Linked DNA regions of Triticum aestivum: region 1 is linked to region 2. Evidence: chromatin contacts called from public Hi-C data. All regions are on one chromosome and are shown on one strand. The core of a region is the stretch at or near the end of the contact, and the rest is flanking DNA. Distances in the headings are between cores, read along the strand shown. Region 1 holds the start of LOC123085630 (programmed cell death protein 2). Region 2 holds the start of LOC123085628 (probable xyloglucan 6-xylosyltransferase 1).

What was found. Hi-C and Micro-C count contacts between places; a contact is called where the count stands out from the background.
Region 1: a contact with region 2 is called in a Hi-C map of leaf, with 2.9 times the contacts expected there. The contact joins the promoter of LOC123085630 here to the promoter of LOC123085628 in region 2. A contact is called at or near these places in 3 of 5 Hi-C or Micro-C datasets (all in leaf) and 1 of 1 datasets of contacts at active chromatin or transcription factors (leaf).

Annotation. Positions count from the first base shown.
Region 1 is chr4A:140,885,838-140,890,671 of IWGSC CS RefSeq v2.1, forward strand. LOC123085630 (programmed cell death protein 2) reads right to left here and starts at 2,266. Exons shown (of 12, transcript XM_044507298.1): 1 at 2,060-2,266. It overlaps LOC123085629, which reads left to right and starts at 2,353. Exons shown (of 12, transcript XM_044507292.1): 1 at 2,353-2,592; 2 at 2,679-2,819; 3 at 2,917-3,032; 4 at 3,273-3,427; 5 at 4,121-4,209; 6 at 4,325-4,834. The coding sequence starts at 2,497.
Region 2 is chr4A:140,750,842-140,755,966 of IWGSC CS RefSeq v2.1, forward strand. It overlaps LOC123085628 (probable xyloglucan 6-xylosyltransferase 1), which reads right to left and starts at 2,995. Exons shown (of 1, transcript XM_044507291.1): 1 at 1,001-2,995. The coding sequence starts at 2,546. The coding sequence ends at 1,188.

The DNA.
Region 1 (4,834 bases), core at 1,016-3,515, 130 kb after region 2:
GTGATTTTACAGGTTCTAGATCTCAAAGAAATGCACTAGGCATGAGCAAAGACATTGGAATTGAAGGACTTTCAGCCTGTGGATCGTCTCTTGTATGATCTTCCATGGTTCTCCCCCGATTAGTTGTTGCGGCTTTGGTGTCCGTCTTTTCCCCAATTGGAATTGAAGGATTTCTGACTTCATGGTTCCTTGTTGGTGTTTGTCTTTGCCCTTTCTTTTTATTTCTCATTTCCTCCATGTAAGTAATTTAATTTCTGCCTTCTTTTTTGGTGTTTGTCTTTGCCATTTCTTTTTTTATTTCTCATTTACAATATATACATTTTTCTTCATATTACTCTTCCTAGTTGCAGCTGTACTTCCCCATAACCGTTCGAAAACATTGGTTTTGTTTCTTTGTTTGTTTGAAGGGAAGAGCCTTTGCTTTCCTTGATCCATCTTTTAATGAGCATTCTGAATTTCACTTGCAGTTTAGTGATTTGCTAGTACATTTTTAATCAATTTGCTTCTAAATTTGTTTCCCTTTTGAAGGCACTGTGTTGTTATCTTTTAAGATTTATCTCTGGTATTTTCTTTTATTCGAACGGATTACACACTTTATAGGATTCTGGGATGCTTTTATTACTCCCATGTTGGTATCTTTTTTTTTTCTTCCTTTATTCATGTGAAACCAGGCACACAATTGCGGTGTCTTTATATTCAAGATTATGGAAGTATGGACTGCAAGGACTCAAGTTGTTAACCAATTTTCAAGCGCTGACATTCCGAACTTAAGGACAGAAGTATGCTAATGATAGTTTTTCTGTGAGTTCAACAGGGTGGATAAGTTCTAGACTTCTTGTTACTAATTTCTTTGATGATGTAAGCAATTCTATTTTTTATACTTCAAATTTACAGTAAAGAGGTTCATGATTTCCAGTCTTTTTTTAGTTGTACTTTTGGCTCCAGGTTGCCTAATTTACTGTGCTCGTCTAGATCATTCACTGTCTCTTGTACTATGTATTTTCAGCTTTTTGGCTCAGTGTTAATTGCTTCCCTTTGTGATGTATATCTTAATGATTGGTCTAATTCTTGTTTGATCCTTTCTTTCAGACTGTGAATTAACAATGATGAAGAAGAAGGCTTTTTTGCATTAGAGAGATGTTAAACTGCTCACACTATGGATAGCGCAGTGCGTATGTTGGTTCAATGTGTGGTCATCTGTATGATAGGCAGTGTGTATGTTGGTTCAATTGTGTCTATAATCCGTAGATGGCACGAGGTACTATACTTGCAAGGTTTTCTTACTATAATTTCAAAGTTTTACACCTGCTTGTCATAGAATGCAAATGGGTCCAGTCCAACCCGCGTACATACATACCAACTCATGACTCGGCGCTGCAAATGGGTGTCTTTGAGACTCGACAAGTTCCGGTCATAATGTCACTGTAATAATCACACAATATGAGTGTAAATTATGCGTAAATACACTATAATTGTAGAAGTTCCAGTTCTAATTTGACTGTAAGTTTTGTGTATCTAGTCTTTAACTTTTAAGATATCACTGTGAGTAGACTGCAAGTTACCAGCAGACTCTAATGGCAGTCTACTTATCACTGTGTTTTTCTCCCAAAAGACTGTAAGTAGGCTGTACGTTGATGCAAGACCTACAGAGGGTACGTTGATGGATCAGTAGGCTTTTTCTTGGATGTGGTATTGCGATAGTTGTAGCTCACATATGTTTGAAACCGGGTCTAGTTCCAACCCGATTAGGATTGGCCTTTCTCCTGATGACATACACACAGCGGAGATGCACAAAAAAGGGACACACAAATACATACAAGTGTCGTTCTTTATTGGTTGGAAAACTTGACTGACGTCCAATTGATTTTCAGTCAAACGTCAAATATACACTCCCTATGTCTAACATATTCAAAATTGAGACAGGCATATGCACTTGCCTCTTCACACGCCATACTCTACTTCCAATTCAGCAGCAAATGAGAATCGTTTCTAAATTTGCTGCACGTCGCCGTGAAAAATACTACGCGGAACGAAAAAAAACCAGGAAAAAAAATCATACTTGGCCGCTGAAGGTCGCGGCGGCGAGCCGGGGCAGGCGTGGCGACGCGGTTGAAGTCCAGCAGTACCCACGGGCAGGGGTGTCAGCGTGGTTGAATTCACGGTCGAGGGTGCCGAGCTGCTTCTGGCACCGAGGAGCAGCAGCCGTCGAGGTCGCGGGGGGGATGGCGGCGGGGGCAAAGAAATAGGCGAAACGGTTTGCTGTTTCTGTTTGGGTGGATGGAAGGAAAACCCTAGCCCGTCCTCCTGGTCCGGCTCAGCCGCGTCCCAAGCGCCACGAGGCGAAACCGACCGGGGTCGCGCCGAGATAGATAGGCCCAGACCACTCTCTCGACGGGAGCTCCCTCAAAACCCTCCCCCTGCCGCGCCGCCGCATAAACCCTTTTCTCCCTCCCCACCCGCCGCCGCCGCCGCGACGACCAACCGCCCAGCGCGGCCATGGCGCCGGCCCCCGCGCCGATTCGCGACCTCCTCACCTCCTTCAGCCCCTCCTCGGACTTCCTCGCCCTCTCGTCCGGCGACGGCCGCATCAAGGTGCGGAATCAAACGCTGCCTATCCACGCCGGAGCGGCTCGGGTTGCCGCTTCCTTTGTTAACCCGACGGTTTGCCTCTGTCGCAGGTATGGGACGCCGTGCGCGGCCACTTGCAGACGGAGTTCGCCGACATCCCCGCGGTGGAGGTCGGGGCGCTCCCCGAGACGAAGCGCGGCCACCTCGCCCTCGACTACACCTGCATGAAGTGGGTACAACTCTCCACCAAGGTGAGGAATCACTCCCATTTCTCCAGCTGTTGCTGTCTGGCGCTGTGCCCGTGTGTTCGTGTGCTGTGCGTCATTGCTCGTGTTTTTTGCCTAGCAGAAGAAGCGGAAGGCTGGGAGTTCGCTGCTCGTGCTTGGGACGGGCAGTGGCGATGTCCTTGCGCTCGATGTTGCTGCGGGCCAGTGGAAGTGGAGGATCAGCGATTGTCATCCTGGGTATGGCTGGTGGTTCAGTGCATTTGTGTCATGCTGGGAGGGGAACCTCGTTGTTCATTTGTGGAAACCACATTTTCTTAGTACGAAATGTACATAATACCATGCCAATTACGAAATTCCTTTTGACGCATTGTTTAAGCACATACCCGCAGCTGTAATCTTGGCTTTGTTTGCTATTTCCTGTTGAGCTTAGGCTCAGATGTGTTCACTTATGTCGGTGTGTGTTTTGTATTTATTCAGGGGTGTGACAGCAGTGGCATACTCGAGGCATGGGCGTAGTGTGTACACAGCAGGCGCTGATGGCATGGTCTGTAAGATTGATGCCTCAGATGGATCTGTTGCAGGGAAATTTAAATCTTCCTCAAAGGCAATATCTGCATTGGCAGTTTCATCAGGTGTCTCTTCTTGATTTATATATCTATTTTCAGTGTTTCACTATTCTCTATGTTGCTAAATCATCCATGTCTTGCTTTTTCATCTGCACTATGGATGTTTTTGCATCTGTGTTATGATTTCTCTTTCAGACATAGTTTAACTGCTCTGAGTTACCCTTACAACAGTAAATAGTTGATGATCGTAATTACCTTTATATTCAACAAATAGATATTAACCATCTTTTATCCATGTTATATCATGTTGGCGCCCTCATGGTGTTGGCCATGTCATGGCCTAGAATCTCTAAATGATCTCCACAGTTTGCTTTTCAAACTATAATGGTAATGATCTATTCGAAGTAGAGATGGAAATGCTACACACCTATTATCTACCAGACACATGGATCCATTTAAAGAAAATCCCACTGTCCTGAAAAATGCCGCTTTTACTTGTTTATAATCCTTTTTTTGTGAAATCCGAACTTTATCTATCTGTTTATATGATATATGCGCAAATGTATGATATTGTTAACATTATATGTATCCTTCGAGCTAAGGGTCTTTTAGTATATAATATATGTCTGTATGTGTATTAATCTTATGCTGCAATGAGGCATGCATGCCCATTTTGTTTTGCTTGTATCTGCTCTCCATACCAATCATTTCCACCCCAGTTCAAAGAAATGAAATGCACTTTGTATTTGATCTTATCAGATGGAACAGTTTTGGCAACAGCAGCTGGTCAGTTGAGGACCTTTGACGCTTCTGACAACAAAAAAATTCAAAAATTCTCTGGGCATCCGGTGAGTGTCTTGTATGCCCTCCTGAACTTTGATCCTCTTCTGAATTTGTTATCTTTTCAATTGTATTGCTTTTTCTAAGTGCACACCTGTTGCTATTGACTACATGAATATTTAGGTGTCTGTGAGAAACATGATTTTTAGTAACAATGGCGAATATGTTCTGTCATCTGGAGTTGGGGAACGCTATGTTGCCATTTGGAAGTTGGGCAGTGGTAAAAGTCAGAGTTCAAGCTGTATACTCTCTATGGAACACCCAGCAATCTTTGTGGACTGCATGTGTTCAGGTACTAATGCTACTGAAGGAGAAATAGATGTGTTGGCTATCTCTGAGGTTGGTATCTGCTATTTCTGGTCTGGGAATAACATGGATGACTTGCGCAATAAGAAGCCTACTAAGATTGCCTTGTCCGAGTCCTCCCTTTCAAGAATGAATCAGGATTTCACGATATTTGCCGCAAAACTTCAAGGAATAGATGGACCTAATTCGGCTCATGTCCTTCTGGCATATGGATCCGTGGTGAAACCATCTTTCGATAAGCTGCTGGTTTGTTATGGTAAGGATGTTAATTTGGGTGTATCTGAAGATGGAGTTCTCTTACCTACAGTTCAACCCACCACGCACCAG
Region 2 (5,125 bases), core at 1,745-4,244:
CTTTGGCATGTGAAATGCAGTTACAGTACAATACTCTAGCATCTACCACAGTTGACTGCCTAGAGCATAGGGTAGAGAATTCATTGGGGCATGAGAACTAATAACTCGCAGCGTCGAGGGAAGCAAATCGTTGACTCAGACATCACGAATTTTGTAACTGAACTCGAAGTTTAACTTGAGCTCCTGACCATGTGATGGCATAGGATTCTGAAACTGAACACCGACCAGATCCATGGCAGCACCACACAACACATGGAGCCAAAAGTTATGGGGTCCTCTTAAGTATGCAGAACTCTACAACTACTAGGAGATGCAGAACTCTACAACTACTAGGAGAAGATAACCGAATTACCCTATGAAAATGAACCAGACAAGTCTCAAAGTGATTTGCTTCACTCAAGGACAAACCTGCTACGCTACGTTCAAAACTGAAAATCCGCTCAGGCGAATTCACAGGTAGACTAGAAACTGAAAAAAGGTAGCAGTTCATCCAGAAGATACATAACAGGGCATCTGCATTGGCAATAGCTAAACAAACCATAATCTCATGACGAGGAAATCATCACTGATATATAGACCACCCAGCACTAACAAGTTCATATCAACTCTCAATTTGGTCAGAACTGCAAACTACACGAAAACTGATGTATTGCATACCAGCCATATTAAGTGCTTCAAAACTAAACTGATGAAGCTGAAGCTAGGACACATCAGGCAGGTACAGTTTCGAGGATTTCCAGCAGCTCATATATGACAAAAAACAAGATATCCTCCTACCCAACTACCACCAATAGCAATGCAAATAGGGAAGCAAAATAATTGGCTCACAGGGACGACCATATCCTACTGAAGAAGAACCAATAAGCACACGAACAATAACATTTAGGTAAGTGAAATGTACACTTGCGACAAATGAAAATGGTAACAACAAATAAATAGGAAATCCATAGAGCTATTTAGAAGTGACCAGTTAGCGATTTATAGAAGCGGAAAACATAGATTGTGCCATCAACAACATAACTTCATTCTCTAACATTTCACAGTACAACATAGATATCCGTCCCCTGATACCAAAACCAGATTTCCTTGTTACCCTGAGTCTACAAAAAGAAGAATTATAGGATTTTGATCCAAGAGAATCTAGAACGAACGAACAAAATAAACGTGGAAGTAGTGTACTATAGTTATCATGTAGAAGTCTTGAGGGCCTTGAACGCTGGGTGGAGCAACCCGTAATCATCCTTCATATCAAGAGGGTCACTGGTCTCATTCCTGATCCTCTTGATCCTCCTGCTCGCAAGAGACTTGTGCTCAAACCCATACATGTGCAACACCTGGTTATCCCCGAAATTGAAGGCCCGGTCCATCTGCTTGAGGCACCGCTCAACAGGGTAATCCCCAAACTTGGAGCATGGCTTGCACCCGACAAAGTGAGTGACCAGTGGCCACCGATGATCGCCGAGCCCCGGCTGGTAATTCTCAAGCATCTCCTCGTACCTGTCCACCAAGATGCCCCAATAGCCATGGAGGTAGTAGCCATTCTCGAGATACACCTTGTTACCCCATTTCTCACGCTGGGTAGCGAGGATATACACCATGGCGGACTGATCGTCGGCTTCAAAGACCGGTCGGTCCTTGAGGTACTTGGTGAGCACCTTCCCAGCCTCAATACGAACAGGGCCCTTCGGCCCCATGGGCGCCCAGGTGTCGAGGTAATCGAGCGACCATTGGCAGTTGCGCAGCAAGAAGCTGCCGGTGTTGAGACCAATCCAGTTCTTGTCGTCGTAGACCATCTCGTCCCAGCCGTGCAGGATGAAGTTGTAGGGGCCGTAGCGCTCCCACGGCAGCTCGAAGGCCATGTCGGTGAACATGGCGTCGGAGTCCATCCACCAGAAGAACTCGACCTCCGGGTGAGCGAGGAGGAGCGCGCGGAGGAGCGGGAGCTTGGCCCAGAAGCCGGCGAGCTCGGCGTCGAGCAGCGCCATGTTGTAGAAGATCTCGAGGCCGTGGATGCGGCAGTAGTCGATCTTGTTCTTGATGGACTTGAGGAGGTAGTGGTCGCCGACGGGGTTCTCGCAGGGCTTGGGCGAGGACCCCGTGACGAGCATGACCCGCGGCTTGACGTCGTTGAGGAAGGGCGGGGTCTCCGGGTGGCGGCGGTTCCATGCGGCCCGCTGCTCGTCCCAGTCGGAGATCTTGGGGCCGAGCGTGTAGGGCGGGTCCCGGAGCGACCTGGGCTGCGGCTCCGGCTCGTCGTCCCGGGCGGCGGCCTTCCCCGCGGAGGCCTGGGCGGCCTGGGCCTGGGCGTCGGAGGCCTTGGAGCGGGCGTCGTGGTGCTCGGAGAGCGCGCGCTGCGGGTGGGAGATGAAGCGGTGGCGCAGCTCGGTGAGGTCCTGCTGCGGCGTGCCGAACTTGCCCGCCCCGACGGTGCCGCGGAGCACGAGGATGGTGAGCATGAGGCAGACGACGGTGAGCTTGGCGTTCCGGGTGAAGCGCTGGATCTCCCGCATCCGGCGCTCCCCCAGCACCCGCTCCGCCACCCACATTTCTCCCCCGCCCCTCGGATCGAGCACCAAGCCAAATCGAACCGAACAAGAAGACACAGAAATGCAGACGCCTCTAGAGAGTCTAGATCGACGCCGCGGCCGAGCAATGCGGCGGCGTTGCGGGACGGGGACGGGGACGAGGCCGAGGCCGGGGAGGAAGAGGGGAGGAGGAGGTTTAGAGGTGGGGAAGGGAAGGGGAATTAATAAGGATGGGGGCGAGTGGGAGCGCGCGAGCGCGCACGTTGAGGGGGAGCGGATTGCGGTGGGTGTCTGGAGGTGGAGGTGGAGGGGAAATCTGGAGACGGGATCGAAATCGGGTCAATCCGCCGCGGATTCTCGCCTTGGGGAAGGAGGAAGAAGGCCAGAGCAGAGGAAGGAAGGAAGGAAGGAAGGAATGGCAGCGGGACGCGGAGACGAGATGCACCCGATGCTTCTACTCCTCCTTTCCCCTTCCCCCGTGTCGCCTCGCCCGGTAAGTAATACGAGTAATTTATTATCCCTTTGGTATAATAAATCCTCGTTGGTTGGTTTGATTTGATGCGGGCGTCGCGAGGTGATAGGTCAATGACGCGTGGGTCCTGGCGGGACGTGGGGGAAGGAAGGGTGGCCGTTGTTCGTATGCTAGCAGTACAAATTTCTGTCCTGGCGCCTGGCGGTGTGGGTGCGACCGGGTCTGGGTTGCTCTGGCTGGCTGGCTCCGCGGGTAACCGGGTTTGCCCGTTGCTGCTAATGCATTTCTACTTCGATAAGTACCTGCTCGTTACGGATAAAAGCGATGGAAATGTTGCTTTTGTAGCTAAAAATTCCATACCGATTGCAACTTTACACTTGATGTTACAGGTCTAACGATGATACTCACATGTCACCCTCCTAAATTTACAATCCTTTTCATACGGTGAAAAATGATAAGTCCGTTGGAGATTTTAAAAAGAGTAACCGAAACATGGGTAACATGCTACCACTGTCCTGATTTATTAGTCCCCTTCGTATTTTATGCCCAATTTCAACCATATATTTCCTTAACAAAATATAAGTTGTATGTCACAAAACTTATATTGTTGAATTCGTATTTGAAAGAAATTTTCAATGACACTATTTTTTATGGTTTAAAAGTTAATTTTTGGTATTTAAACTAAAGGAAAATTTTTTGACCTAAAATACAAGGGGACTAATAAATCAAAACGGAGGTATAATACGAGTGAATGATACAGATACCAAAGTTTATACTTTAGATAAGCTTATTTATTATTTATATGATCCATAATAGCACCTTATTTATAAAGATATGATATTATAAATAGAGGTAAATACACCACAAGTCACAGAACTTGCACACGACGGTCAGTTTAGTGTATAAACTTGTAAAATACGTGTTTCTAGTCATCTAACTTGTCCTCTTGTTTATATACGGTGCTTTCTATCGTATCCAGCTGTATCATTACGGGTGCCAACGTGATGGGGCGTACAGTCAGTGGCTGAGGTGGCGGTAATCCGCATGCACTGTTTTTTTCTCAGATAGCACCCTTGCATTTTATTTATTTATATGCAGAAAATTCTCAAATAAAAGTAAAAAAATTGTTGCACACAGTGGTTCGCCCCGCATAGAAGCCACCAGACCATGATTCGCCCCGCATAGAAGCCACCAGACCAACTGCAACTTTGCGTTGAACGGAAAAAATTATCTTTATATAACTAGACCACGCGAATTAAAGTAAAATCAAAACGGAGACAAGGTAATCCCCGCTTCGAGCTTGAGGGCGCAGTCCAAAAGAAACCTTTATGCATTCATTTTGAAGTATATTTTCTTTTATGTACATAATTCACATTCAAACAAAAATTTCGTTCATTTGTCCTAAAAAACTATGTACATTCATTTTGACCTATATTTTCGCATATCTAGATTTTCAAATTTTAAATTATTCAAACTCAAAAAAATGATGTTGATTTGTCCAAAGAAATTTATGTACATTAATGCTGCACTATATTTTCTTTTATCTAGATTTTAAAATTAGAAATATTCTAATTGAAAAAAATAGTTGATTTGTCCCAAAAATTTACGTACATTCATTTTACACTATATTTCCTTTTATCTAGATTTTAAATATTTAATTATTTGAAATCAAACAAAAATTATTTGATTTTTTTTTGCGGGGGTAAAGGGAGTTTCATTACGTATGAATAGAGTTACAGTCGAGGGGCCAAATGTCCTCGATACATGGTGGAGCCAAACCAAGCCACACAACCGTAGCTCGTTCGGACCGGCTATATTTCGCCAGATGATCGGCAACTCTATTTTGAAGTCTACTAATCTTTTGTGGAAAAGACTCCCTACTACCGAGCAGATCTTTGATTTCCAGAACGATATGACCGTATCGCGAGTGAACCAACGCACCTTTAGTCAAGCTAGACAGATGTTCATGAAGGTGCTTGCGATGCGTCTCGCACGGTGGATTGACGAACTTGTTGGCCCGGCCCAGTCTGCGTTCATCAAAGGCCGCTGCATCCAGGACAACTTCATGTTCGCCCGAGGGATGGCACACCACTTCCACCGTGTCAAGCGTGCCATGCTTTTCGTCAAG